2 separate regions of the Muntiacus reevesi genome follow, and region 1 is linked to region 2. The links are chromatin contacts, called in public Hi-C maps. All regions are on one chromosome and are shown on one strand. Each heading gives the region's core, a stretch centred on a gene start, on an enhancer-like site or on the middle of the called end of the contact. The rest is flanking DNA. Distances are from core to core; before and after follow the strand shown.

Region 1 (6,385 bases), core at 2,342-4,841, 140 kb after region 2:
TAACTGCATCCCTGCAATTAAAAGACACTTTCTCCTTGGGAGAAAAGGTATGACAAACCTAGACAGCATGTTAAAAAGCAGAGACATCACTTCGTCAACAAAGGTCCGCTCAGTCAAAACTATGCTTTTTCCATTAGTCATGTACAGATCTTAGAGTTGGACCATAAAGGCGGCTGGGCGCTAAAGAATTGATGTTTTTGAACTGTGGTGTTGGAGAAAACTCTTGAGAGTCCCTTGGACTGCAAGGAGATCAAACCAGTCGATCTTAAATCAATCCTGAATATTCATCAGAAGGACTGATGCTGAAGCTGAAGCTCCAATACTCTGGTCACCTGATGTGAAAAGCCAACTCACTGGAAAAGGCCCTGATGCTGGGAAAGAGTGAAGGCAGAGGAGAAGGGGATGACTTCTCTGCCATCATTACCATCACCAACTTGATGGACATGAGTTTGAGTAAACTCCAGGAGGTGGCGATGGACAGGGAAGCCTGGTGTGCTACAGGCCATGGGGTCACAGAGAGTCAGACACGCCTGAGTGACTGAAGAACAACAAATCCAGGCAACCCCTTCACCTTTCTGAGCCCACTTCCCCATCTATAAAACAAGGACCCAGCGTTTCCCGGGCACAGAGGACATGGTAAGGATCCTTCTCGTGTAGTCATTACTGCATGTGCCTTCAGAGCTTCCAGATCCCAGAAGAGCAAGGAACCCGCCGATACGTGGAGGAGGAAGCCAGGCCCGTGTCCTCACACCTGAGAGGGCCTAGTGCTCACAGTACCGCAGAAGGGCCCTCAGACTGGGGACCACCACTTATCCTGAACACCCCTGACCTCCAGAACATGCTAGCCTTCTCCCTAGGGGTGTCTGAGAGGGTTTCTTACAAGAATGGTCCCCACCTTGCAAGAGGCAGGAAAGTTCACCACAGAGATGCCAGGCAGGGCTTCAAATAACACCGAATCTCAGAGACACTATTCCATTTCGTTTCCCTGCTTCCTCCATCAGAGAATGGGCACAGTTCAACACTGGCCTTAACACCTCTCTCAACCAGCTCATCTCCCCTTTTCAGAGGAAGCCTCAGGTCCAAAGCCTTCAGCAGTTCAAGAATCAGCTAGAACTTGACAGCGCTGCGCTCACTGTTATATTTTCCTCTTCAGAAAGCAAATGATAGTCCAGTACTGGCTTTCCATTTTCAGTGGTGACAATAGGTTCGTTACCAGTTTTCTTTTAAACTGGGTTATGTTTTTTTCTTTTTTTCTAAGCAGGTCAATTTGAAGAAAAACATTACTGGCACAAATATGGAAAGTGGTAAAGATCACAAAGTGGGGACAGAAATGAATCCGATTTCTGAAGCAGTATCTTGGGCTCTGCCCCTTCTCCCACTGACAGCAGCCTACCTCAGCCTCCTCAGCCCACCTACCACTTCCCTCCCTCTCAGTGACCCTTCAAAGCCCAACTCAGACAGTCCCTCCCCTCCATCTGGGACATTCCAACATGTGGTCTGGTAGCTCATCTCAAGTCCTTGTTTATCTTTCCTCACAGACAGGCTGAGAGAGTCCTGAAGGGCAGCCTGTCCCTATTCAGTACTGCTTTCAGAGTTCCAACACAGCAGCAGTCCAGCAAACACCATTTAACCAGCGACAGCCATCATTCGCCTGCCCAGCCAACTTGAAGATTTTAATGCACAACTGAACTTGCCTCTGAAAAGCTAATTCCAAAGGCACATGTTACAGGAGAGTTGGGAGCACCTCACCAAGTACTGCGAACCTAGGGAAAATGCATCAGGGGCTTGGCAGATCCCAATCTCACATGAACCACAGAGAAGAAAGTCGATGCCAGTGAAGTGACAGCCTTCCTAAGCTTCATAAGCTGAACAGAGAGATGGCAGTCCTGACTCACCCCGGACAGGGACAACTTGTGTCCTCCGAGAAAAAGATAAACTGAAGCCACTAAAGAATGACTAGGATGCTCACCGAAAAAGCACAACAAAAAGGGAAACAACCAAAGGAACTGGGGTTATTTAGTCTGGAGAAGAAACAACTGAATAATTCAGGACCTGATTATGCGAAGGCTACGCCTGTAAGCAAAATAAGCATTAGACCTATTCTCTTAGGCCCTGGGGAGTATCAGAAACCCTTTTCCTCCTTGCCCCAAATAAACAAAGCAGGAAGTGGAAGACAAGTTCAGTTTAATACATGATCTTCTTAAGAGAGTTGTACAGTGGCAGCCTATTTTAGGAGTTGCCTCCTAAAACAGTAAGCTGTCACAGGAACATCAACTGGAAAATCTAGTGAAGATGTTCATTTGGCTCAACAACTAGTCTTCTGCTAAGCCCTGGACATATCCATCCAGCCTCAAATAGTTTGGACTAGGTAATCACTAAAGGGTCTTTTCAGTCTAACTGTGACTCCATCTGAATTCTCAGGATCAACTACCACCAATGCCCCTTTACAGAAAATCAAGCTTAGAGCACAGCCATTTTCTTGTTCCACACAGGCAAACCCAATCAGAGAGTGAAGGAATGTCTGTCTTTCTTATCAGGCCCTTTAACGGAGAAAACCCCTTCTCAGAGTAGCAGAGCCAGGAGTTCTAACGTCTGCAACAACACCTGATCCCACAGTCCTCAGCTCTGTCTTCTGGTAAGGACATATTCTCTCCTAAGCCCAGAGTGAAGTGAGGTGAACTGACAGTCACTCAATCGTGTCCGACTCTTTGCGACTCCACGGACTACAGAGTCCATGGAATTCTCCAGGTCAGAATACTGGAGTGGGTAGCCTTTCCCTTCTCCAGAGAATCTTCCCAACGCAGGTCTCCCGCATTGCAGGTGGATTCTTTACCAGTTCAGCCACAAGTGAAGCCCAAGAATACTGAAACGGGTAGCCTATCCCTTCTCCAGCATATCCTCCTAACGGAGGAACCGAACCGGGGTCTCCTGCATTGCAGGCAGATTCTTTACCAACTGAGCGTTAGCCTTTTCCTCTTCTCTGGGAGCAGCAGCGCCGAGGGCTGGCGACCCACTCCATCCCAGGACATGCCCAAGATCCTGAAGAAAGCTGATAAATCAGAGTCCTGGGAGCGACCGGCAGCTCTTACCTTCTACCGAAGGGGAGAAGATGATGAGATTGTCATAGAGAAATTCCCCGTACTTAATGAGGGACAGGCTGGGATCATCTGCGGTCTTGAATGTGAGTACAAAGCCACGATCTGGAAAAAGAGAACGAGGGAGCTGAGGCAGATAGGAGGCAAAGAGAAACCACCACTGCAGAGACCGTGACCGTCCTGCCCCCGTCCCCCAACCAGCCCCCTGGCGGCAGGTCGGACCTGGAAGGCCAGCTCGGGTGGGAGGGAGAGGTGTCGGCGTCTCGGGGCTCAGGGACCTTACCACCCCCTCGGGCCCCAGGCTCACCCTTCAGGCTCCGGAAGAAAAGCGAATGGGTCTCCCGGAGGTTGAGGTTGTCCAGCAGTACCAAGGTGCGAGGACCGCTGGCGCCGGCCAGGCCAAGCAAGGGCAGCAACAGCAGCCACCAGCGGGACCACACACGGGCCGCGCGGGGCGCCATCTTACTGCTCCAAAGAACCCAAGGGCCTGGGCACCGGAAGTGTCTCTTCCACGGTCGCCCAATCGCGGCTCGTTGTCTTGAAGTATCACCCGGAAGTGATTCGAGAAAGCCAGGGCCGGGCGTCCGGAGCCGCTGCTCGGACGGCGAGGCTCGAGGAATACGGCCGGAAATGTTCCTGTGGGAGGCGGATTCTCGGCACACTATTGGTGAAAGTGGCGCGCGGTCCCGCCCCCCCGAGAGGAAAAGGCTCAATCCTAGAGAGACAGCTCTGCGGCCGCGGCCAATCAGTAGGGCCGAGAACCCTTGGGTTCCGCCCATTGCCGGCTCCCGCCCGAGCCTGGGGCTCCCGCCTCCTCATCCGATTGGTCCGGGTCTGGGCCGCGGCGCTCGGGTCAGAGACCCGGGCAGAGGGTCCCTGGACCGGGACAGGTTCGGCTGGAGCCAGGCCCCACCTCCACTGTCTCGCGGGAGGAGGTGGTTGGAAAAAAGCCGGGGACGGGTCGCGGGCGTGGGGAAGAAGGCCGGAATCTCTCCCGCTGCTCACGGGCGCAGGGCCTTGGCGCGGGCCCGGCCCACCCAGCCTGATGACCCAGGCCGGAGGCAGTGTGGGCTGGGTGAGGAGTCAAAACCTGTAGCTGGGCATATCCGCGCCCAGGCTCGCACCAGCCCTGTAACCCGGGCGCTTCTCTGGTTTCCAGGCCGCTTCTGGTGGCTCAGAGGGTAAAGAGCCCGCCTGCAGTGTGGGAGACCTGGGTTCAATCCTTGGGTTGGGAAGATCCCCTGGAGAAGGGAATGACAACCCACTCCAGTATTCTTGCCTGGAGAATCCCATGGGCAGAGGAGCCTGTCGGGCTACAGTTCATGGGTCCCCAAAGAGTCGGACACGACTGACCGATTTCACTTGTTTCCAGGCCGCTGTCCTAGGCTGGCACTGGAAGCGATGAGGCCCGGCCCTACTTACCTGTGTGTGCCTTTGGGACCGCCTGGGCTCTTGGGAGGACTACCGCGGGTTTCGAAAGTGCTTCGTGCAGAGCCAGGCTGAGCCTCCACTCAGTTCTGGCCCCACACCCCTTCTGAACTGACAAACAGGGCAACCAGCTCTCCTCAGACCACCGTGGGTCTAAGTAAAAGCTACCACAGGCATCTCCAGGACTTAACTGTTCTCTGGGGCTCAGCCTCAATCTTGGAGTGAATGGTGAAGGTAACTGTGGAGAGAGAAGGTAGCCATTCTTTTCTGATGTATTCTCCTTGTCCACCAAGCCAAGAATGTGGGGGCAAAAGTCAAAACCTCCCTCTGCGCTTCTCCTCAACCAATCTTGCCCTCCATCCCCACTTACCGCACCCTGAACTTCTGCCCACAGCCCGCCCTCCTGCCTATGATGCCACATCAACCCACTTCTCACTCAGACCTGATGGTGTGGACAGAGTCACTGAGCAGTCGGCCACAGCTCACGGAACCCAGAGGCTCTTCATGCGGGTCTGCACCTAAACTCGTCTTGTCAGCCTATCTCCTCTCAGTCCCTGCTCAGGCCTTCCATGGAACAGGTCTCCTCCCACCTTTTACATACCCTGACCTTGCCACCTCCTACCTTTTGTTCATGAGGACCCCTCTACCAGGAGCCCTTCACGCAGACCCCTAACCAGGAACCCTCTCCCCACATTCCCATCTTAAGGGGTCGTCTCCATCCTTCGTGGCAGCCCCACCCGCTGCTGCTCCCTTCAGAAGGGCACTCTGTTCCCCATACGGATCTGACTTTGCATCCTCTTGTTCCAAGTGTGCACTGCAGCCTGCCTCCCCATAGGCCAATCTCTGGGTTTCCTAAGCATCTTCCGCCCTGGCTTCTCCAGAACATGAGCTCCTTGGCCCAGGCAAGTAGCTTGGGGCAGGTACCACAGTAGTTAATACAAATATGGAAGGGGAGGACAGGGGGACTAACAGAGCACCTGCTACAAACCAGGAGCTCCACACACTATCTCATTTAACCTTCACAGTAATCCTGTGAGGGCTTCCCTCATAGCTCAGTTGTAGAGAATCCGCCTGCAATGCAGAAGACCTGGGTTCGATTCCTGGGTCAGGAAGATGTGCTGGAGAAGGGATAGCCTGCCCACTCCAGTATTCTTGGGCTTCCCTTGTGGCTCAGCTGGTAAAGAATCTGCCTGCAATGCAGAAGACCTGGGTTCGATCCGTGGGTTGGGAAGATCCCCTGGAGATCACACAAGGAACTCTACACACTGTCTCATTTCACCTTCACAATAACCCTGTGGGGTTGGTATTATCCCCATTTCATAGATGCTTAGCATGAAATGAGGCTCAGGACAGCACCAAAGCCTTTTCCCTCAGACTGTGGGCCCCTCCCACAGAGCAGGGCTGGGATACAGTGGGCGAGGGGATGGGTCAGTCTTATACAACTGGGATGGCCTGGATTCGTTTCTAGAGATGTTAGGATGCACGGTTCCAACACAGCCCCTGAGGGCATCAAGACCTGGGTCTTCTCTGGACCTCAGCCAGATGTGGCCTCTATTTTCCAAACCAAGGAGTTTGCTTTCCTGGGTCACAGATCCTTTGAGAGTCTTAACAACGGTTCACATTCATATGCTCTCTGCTGAAAACGCTGCACTTGCGCTCACAGTTGCGGGAGTTGCGGAGACCTGGAGCCTGCAGGCGGTTACAAAGCCCTGCTCCAGGCTTCCCCAGTGGCTCAGTGGGTAAGAATCTGACGGCCACTGTCGGGGACACTGGTCAGATCCCTGGTCCAGGAAGATGCCACATGCCACAGAGCCATTAAGCCCATGAGCCACAACTACTGAAGCCCGTGCATCCAGAGTCCT
Region 2 (6,299 bases), core at 3,004-5,503:
TTAGTTTGAGTTAGTTTAATTAATCAAAGTGATGACAATGTTATCACCAGTAGTTATGCTTTGTGGGCACTCTGCTGAGCAGTTTACATGTATCACATCATTTTAGTGTTATAATCACCCTGTGAAGTATATTTTGGGCTTCCCTGGTAGCTCAGACAATAAAGAATCTGCCTGCAATGCAGGAGACCTAGACTTTGATCCCTGGATTGGGAAGATCCCCTGGAGAAGGGAATTGTTACCCACTCCAGTATTCTTGCCTGGAGAAATCCATGGACAGAGAAGCCTGGCAGGCTACAGTCAGTGGGGTTGCAGAGTCGGACACAACTGAGCACCTTTCACGTTCAGATCAACTGCCACTTTCACAGTGTATTTTAGAGAGGGGGCAGCGGGGGCGCGAGAGCTTGTGTAATTTCCTCAAAATCAAACAGCAGTAACCCCAAAATCCAGGTTCTGAACCCCCACCCCAAGGCTACAAAAGGCTTACGTCAGTGTCAGCCAGGAAGATCTTTACCAAACTCTGCAAGCCTGAGTTATTTTTCATTTTACCAGTAAAGAGACATACCTTCAATAACAGCATACGGCACACACTTTCCTGGAGCTTCTGAAAGAATACTCTTTAAGTCTTCCCCCAAGTGGATTCTTTTAGCTCCCTAAATGGAAACAACAGATTGGACTGGCTGTTGAATACTGACATGCTCAATCAAACAAGTGAAGAAAGAAAAAGACTCTTTTTTTCCCATTGAGAGAATCAGGGAACCAGGCAGGAAAGAGACTAAGGAGAGTCAGATTCCAAAGCTGTGTCCCAGAAAACAGGTGCCTTGTTTCTGCCACCTCAAGTGGGGCTGCCACTTACACTCTGTCTGCAGTGAACCAAACATACAGTCCTTTTCATTCTCACTAAGATGAAAACATTAAAGGCACTAATCAATCGGCATACCATAAACTGAGTGTAATTTGATCTCTTCTTGACAACACAGAACCATGCATCCGAGGAGTTTATAAGCAGGTAAACTAGTGCCCAGTGCGTGGTGGGGGCCTGGGCAGGGGCTGGTATAATTATCGCCAGGCCCTTGTCAGCTCATGCTCGGCATCAGACATCATAAAGCACGGCCTCTGCACTACAGGGCGCGGCCTTGTGAACCTCCGCTAAACATTATCCTCCTTTCCCCACTTCTGCCTCCTTCCCTCTCATAAACAGGCGAGCACAGTCACCTCTGCCGCTGCCTTCCTCCCAGTCCCCAGTTCTCCATTCCTTCCTATTCTGACCGCAATCTGCTGTGCTTGGGAAACAATCAAGACTGTTACTGCTGTGTCAAAAGTAAGGTAAAATTAGTAACACCCCTGAACATTTTCTGAACCAGGCACTGTGCTGGGGGCCAGGGAGTCAGGGATGAATGAAGGAAACGGTTCCTGCTTTCAGGTATTTTCATCAACACCATCTTAAGGATACCAGACAAGTAACCTCAAAAGAGGTGGGTAGTACTGGATACGTATTAAGGTCCCTTGGCGTTTAAGCTATTGCTACCCAGTAAACGACAGGAGCAAGGTCAATAAGAATTATTACCCGCGTACACTGCGAAGGTAATAAAAACAATGGGCAGTAACAACAACTCACACTCAAGTTTATTTGCTCGTTTATTATCTGTCCCTCCCTCCACTGGACTGTAAGTGCAGGAGGGCTAGGACCCTGCACCCCACCAACAGGACACCCTGTTGGTCTTGTTCACTGCTGTCCCCCTAGTGCCCAGATAGTGCCTGACCCACAGCAGGCACCAAATAAATATTTGAGGAAGAAATTAGTGAATAAATAAGCACTTAGATATACTACATTCCAGGCACTCTGCTAAGCACTTTAAATGCATAACACCATTTAATGCTCATACCATCCCTCTACAGTTAGACATTATCATCCCCAATTACAGATAAGGAAATTGAGGCTCAGAGAGGTGAAGTAATTTGCTCAAAGTCACGTAAATAGTCAAGTATCCACCACAGGATAGTCTAGAAATTTTTTAGAAGGAAAGGAGATGAAATTCAGTCAGAAAGCCTGCGACTCAATCAAGCTTCAAGGCATCTATTGTGACTTTGGGCAACTTAATTTATTGGAGTCTCAGTTACAAAACATGCAAAAGTTGGGGAAAACAATCGCATAGGATTTTCATGTGAATTAAATGAAACTTAAGGTGTGAAAGAATACAGACAAGGGGCTGGCATACAGTAGGTGTGCAATAAATACGCATTTCCCTCACTATGAGAGATGCAAAAGGGTAAGACACAAACCCTACTCTGGAAGTTTTGTAATCGGATCAAGAAAACAGAGCGTAAGATATTAGGAGTTCCAACTGTTTTCCCAGGCAGGCACTACTTATTTCATCCTCATTGAGGAATTAATTGGCAAAGCTTTTAAAGTCACCCAAAGATGGATCCTGGAGCACTCACTGCTTCAAAGGATCCCATCTCTGGCCAACTTGATGGCAGTGTGATTTCTGATTCAGAGTCAGAAACTGAAGTTTCAATTACAACCAGAGCCAATCATTTCAGAAGTCATTTAATTAAGCAGACAAGAAGGCAGCTGGACTCTCACCTGGCTGTGATTCACAACCCAAATTCAACTCCCGGATAACTAGGTGCATTCCAAAACTCACACACTTGTTTCTAAGCTCTCAACACAAACTATCTGATGATAATGAAGCGTGTCAGGTTGAGGCATCCGTCTTCCAAATAAATGTCAAATTAAGCCCTGCTGTGTTATGAAATTTCAGCCAGGACTTCCCTGGTGGTCCAGTGGTTAAGAATCCACTTGCCAATGCAGGGGACACAGTTCGATCCCTTATCCGTGAAGATTCCCAGGTGCCTCAAGGCAACTAAGCCACGTGCTCTAGAGCTGTGCTCTGCAACTAGAGAAGCCACTGCAATGACAAGCCTGCACGCTGGAACTAGAGGGTAGCCCCTGCTCGCCACAACTAGAGAAAGCCTCGCACGGCATTGAAGAAATTAATCTGTCTTAAAAAAGAAATTTCACCCAAAACAAATCCACAAATATTTACTGAGTGTCTACTCTCTGCTAAGCATTGAGTTAGAATCTAGAAGGAAGGAAGGATAAGATCCCGTTTCTGACCTAATGAGGTTCATCTGTCATGAGGCACTCACACATTCATAACAGAGCAAATGTGGTCAACAACAACAAAAAAAAAAAAAATTCTACACTCTGAATCAAAAGACCTAAATTTAAGCTCCAAACTGACACTGTACAGACCTTTCCTCCAAGTTTCGATTTCTTGATTGGCAGTCTGGAGGTATCATTTCATCTACCTCAAATTACTGTGAAGCAGAACTAAAACCAAGATGGGAATATGTTGTGTAAATCGTCAGGTGCTGCATTAGGAAAGTGAGCAATATTTTTTAAGTGGCCATACAATAAAAAGGCAGAGTATGCAGAAGCAAGGAGTTGAGTGGTTACCTAGAGGGTAAATATGCTCTCCCCTCCCAGGCACCTGCACGCTCGCCTCAAATCCTCCTGGACTCTGCTCAACTGGACCCTGTTGAAAAGAGCAAACCTCCCTTTCTCCAGCATTCCCATTTCCTCTCTTCCCTGCACTAGGCTGACGTTTTTATCCTCACGTCTCACAACACCTGACTGACTGATTTACGGTCTGTCTGGTTGAACCAGAACGCACTCGCCACGAGGACAGGAATTTCTGTCTGTTTCACCCAGGCTCGGCGCCTGGAGCATAACAGGTGTTCAGTAAAGATTTTTTTCGTCAGTAAAGTGATGAAGTCAAGGTTTATTCTGAGTAACGAGAGGGACTTGGGAGAAGGAGGAAGGGAAGCCGTTATCACGGGACCCGACTCTGATCCTGCTCCCGGGGGCCGGGTGACGCCCTCCCAGGGCCTGGTTCCCCGCTGGGGTCTTTCCCCGAGGGTGGACCGGCCCACGGCGGGTCGGGGGGCTCACCGTTCCCCGGGGGCGGCATGGCCGGCGGAGGCCGGGCGGGCTCGGGCACTGACCTTGAGCTCCTGGGCGACCTGGGCCTTCTGCCGGTACACGGAGTACAGGAAGGCGGTGACCACGGAGCTGGTGCCCAGGAGGATGAACTGGCTCAGCGAGGGCCGCCCTCCGCTCTCCATGGCTGTGCCGAGCCCCGGCGAGGCCGCCGCGCTCCAGCGACCCCTCGCCCCTCAGCCTCGCCACCCGGAACCACACCCCCAGAGACGGCTCCTCCCGGAAGCCCGCGGCCAGCCGCCCGCCGAGCGCACAGGACCCGGAACCGGAAGTGGAGTGGGGTAGGGCGGGCACAACAGACCGGAAGGTGCTGTTGCCAGGGTGATGCACCAGCGTCAGCTGCTTATGCTGGAGTCGCGTCTCCAGGAGCTAGGAGTGCGGAATGGTTTGCGGAACTTGAGCGATCTCTCGTCGCTCCGCGACCCGTTCGACTCTGGCCGTAGTTGTATCGCTTGCGGTGCCACGGTTTCAGGCCTTCTGCTTTCCTGGGGTTATTATTATTGCAGGCGTTGTTCGATGACTCCGCCATTGGATTGGGAGGAAAGAACGTCTAGTAAGCACTTAGGGGGAGTATACAGTTAAGCTTCAGGGCAAACCTTGGGTCTTGGCTTTTATTCTTCCGTTTTACACGTGAGAAGACAGGCCAGAGAGGTTAGGGGATGTGCTCAAAGTGACACTGCTACTGGAGAGGAATTTACCGGACTGCACAGCTTATTCGGAGACGGCAATGGCAGCCCACTCCAGTACTCTTGCCTGGAAAATCCCGTGGACAGAGGAGCCTGGTGGGCTGCAGTCCATGGGGTCGCTAAGAGTCGGACACGACTGAGGGACTTCAACTTTTCACTTTGATTCATTGGAGAAGGCAATGGCAACCCACTCCAGTGTTCTTGCCTGGAGAATCCCAGGGACGGGGGAGCCTGCTGGGCTGCCGTCTATGGGGTCGCACAGAGTCGGACACGAGAGAAGCGACTTAGCAGCAGCAGCACAGCTTATTACCTCCAAGACGGCAGATTATATCACGAACTCCTTAATCCGCCATCACCACACATAGCAACTTACTTTACTAATTTATAATTACATCTACAACTGTTGTTTTCCAGTAGTCATGTATGGATGTGAGAGTTTGACTATAAAGAAAGCTGAGCGCTGAAGAATTGATGCTTTTGAACTGTGGTACTGGAGAAGACTCTTGAGAGTCCCTTGGACTGCAAGGAGATCCAACCAGTCCATCCTAAAGGAAATTAGTCATGAATATTCATTGGAAGGGCTGGTGCTGAAGTTGGAACTCCAATACTTTGGTCACCTGATGCGAAGAACTGACTCATTTGAAAAGACCCTGATGCTGGGGAAGATTGAAGGCGGGAGGAGAAGGGGACGACAGAGGATGAGATGGTTGGATGGCACCACTGACTCAATGGACCTGAGTTTGAGTAAACTCCAGGAGTTGGTGATGGACAGGGAGGCCTGGCATGCTGCAGTCCATCGTATCGCAAACAGTTGGACACGACTGAGCAACTGAACTGAACTGAACGGTGACAAAAAGTTTTACCAATATCAAACCACTTAATTCTCACTGCAGTTATAGAGCAGATTTCAAAATGTTTTCTGATCTGTACAGCAGCAATTCAATATGTTTGCAGATTATACTCCACATACGTTATTACAAGATAATGCCTTTAATTCCCTGTGCTGTACAGTATAACCTCGTTGCTTATCTATTTTATATTTGGTGGTTTGTATCAGTTAATCACATAACCCCTATTTTATCTCACCCGACTTCCCTCTCCTCTTTGGTAACCACAAGTGTATTTTCTACATGTCTGAGTCTGTTTCTGTTTTGCATGTACATTTGATTTGTGTTTTTAGATTCCACATATAAATGATATCTTACAGAATTTGCCTTTCCCTGTCTGACTCATTTCACTAAGCACAATATTCTCTAGGTCCATCCAAGTGGCTGCAAATGGCAGTATTTCAGCCTTTTTTTAATGACTGAGTGAAATATCACAGCTTCTTAATCCAGGCATCTGTTGCTAGGCGCTTGGAGTGCTTCCATGTCTTGACTATTGTAAATATTGCTGCTATGAACATTGAGGTGTATTTATCTTTTCAAATTAGTGTTCTTGTTTTTTCCAAATATATACCCAGGGGTGGAATTGCTGGATAACTTTATTTTTAATTTTTTGAGGAGGCTGCAAACTATTTTCCACAGTGACCGTACCAATTTACATTCCCACCAACAGTGTACAAGAGTTCCCTTTTCTCCACATTTTCTCCAACATTTGTTATTTGTAGA

Evidence for each region. A called contact is a pair of places that touch in the nucleus more often than the background predicts.
Region 1: a Hi-C map of muscle shows a contact between it and region 2, with 5 times the contacts expected there. The contact joins the promoter of DDOST here to the promoter of MUL1 in region 2. A contact is called at or near these places in 2 of 3 Hi-C or Micro-C datasets (blood and muscle).

Annotation. Positions count from the first base shown.
Region 1 is chr3:106,019,695-106,026,079 of mMunRee1.1, forward strand. It overlaps DDOST (dolichyl-diphosphooligosaccharide--protein glycosyltransferase non-catalytic subunit), which reads right to left and starts at 3,592. Exons shown (of 11, transcript XM_065929969.1): 1 at 3,403-3,592; 2 at 3,090-3,200. The coding sequence starts at 3,556.
Region 2 is chr3:105,881,861-105,888,159 of mMunRee1.1, forward strand. MUL1 (mitochondrial E3 ubiquitin protein ligase 1) reads right to left here and starts at 4,254. Exons shown (of 4, transcript XM_065929965.1): 1 at 4,009-4,254; 2 at 563-650. The coding sequence starts at 4,128.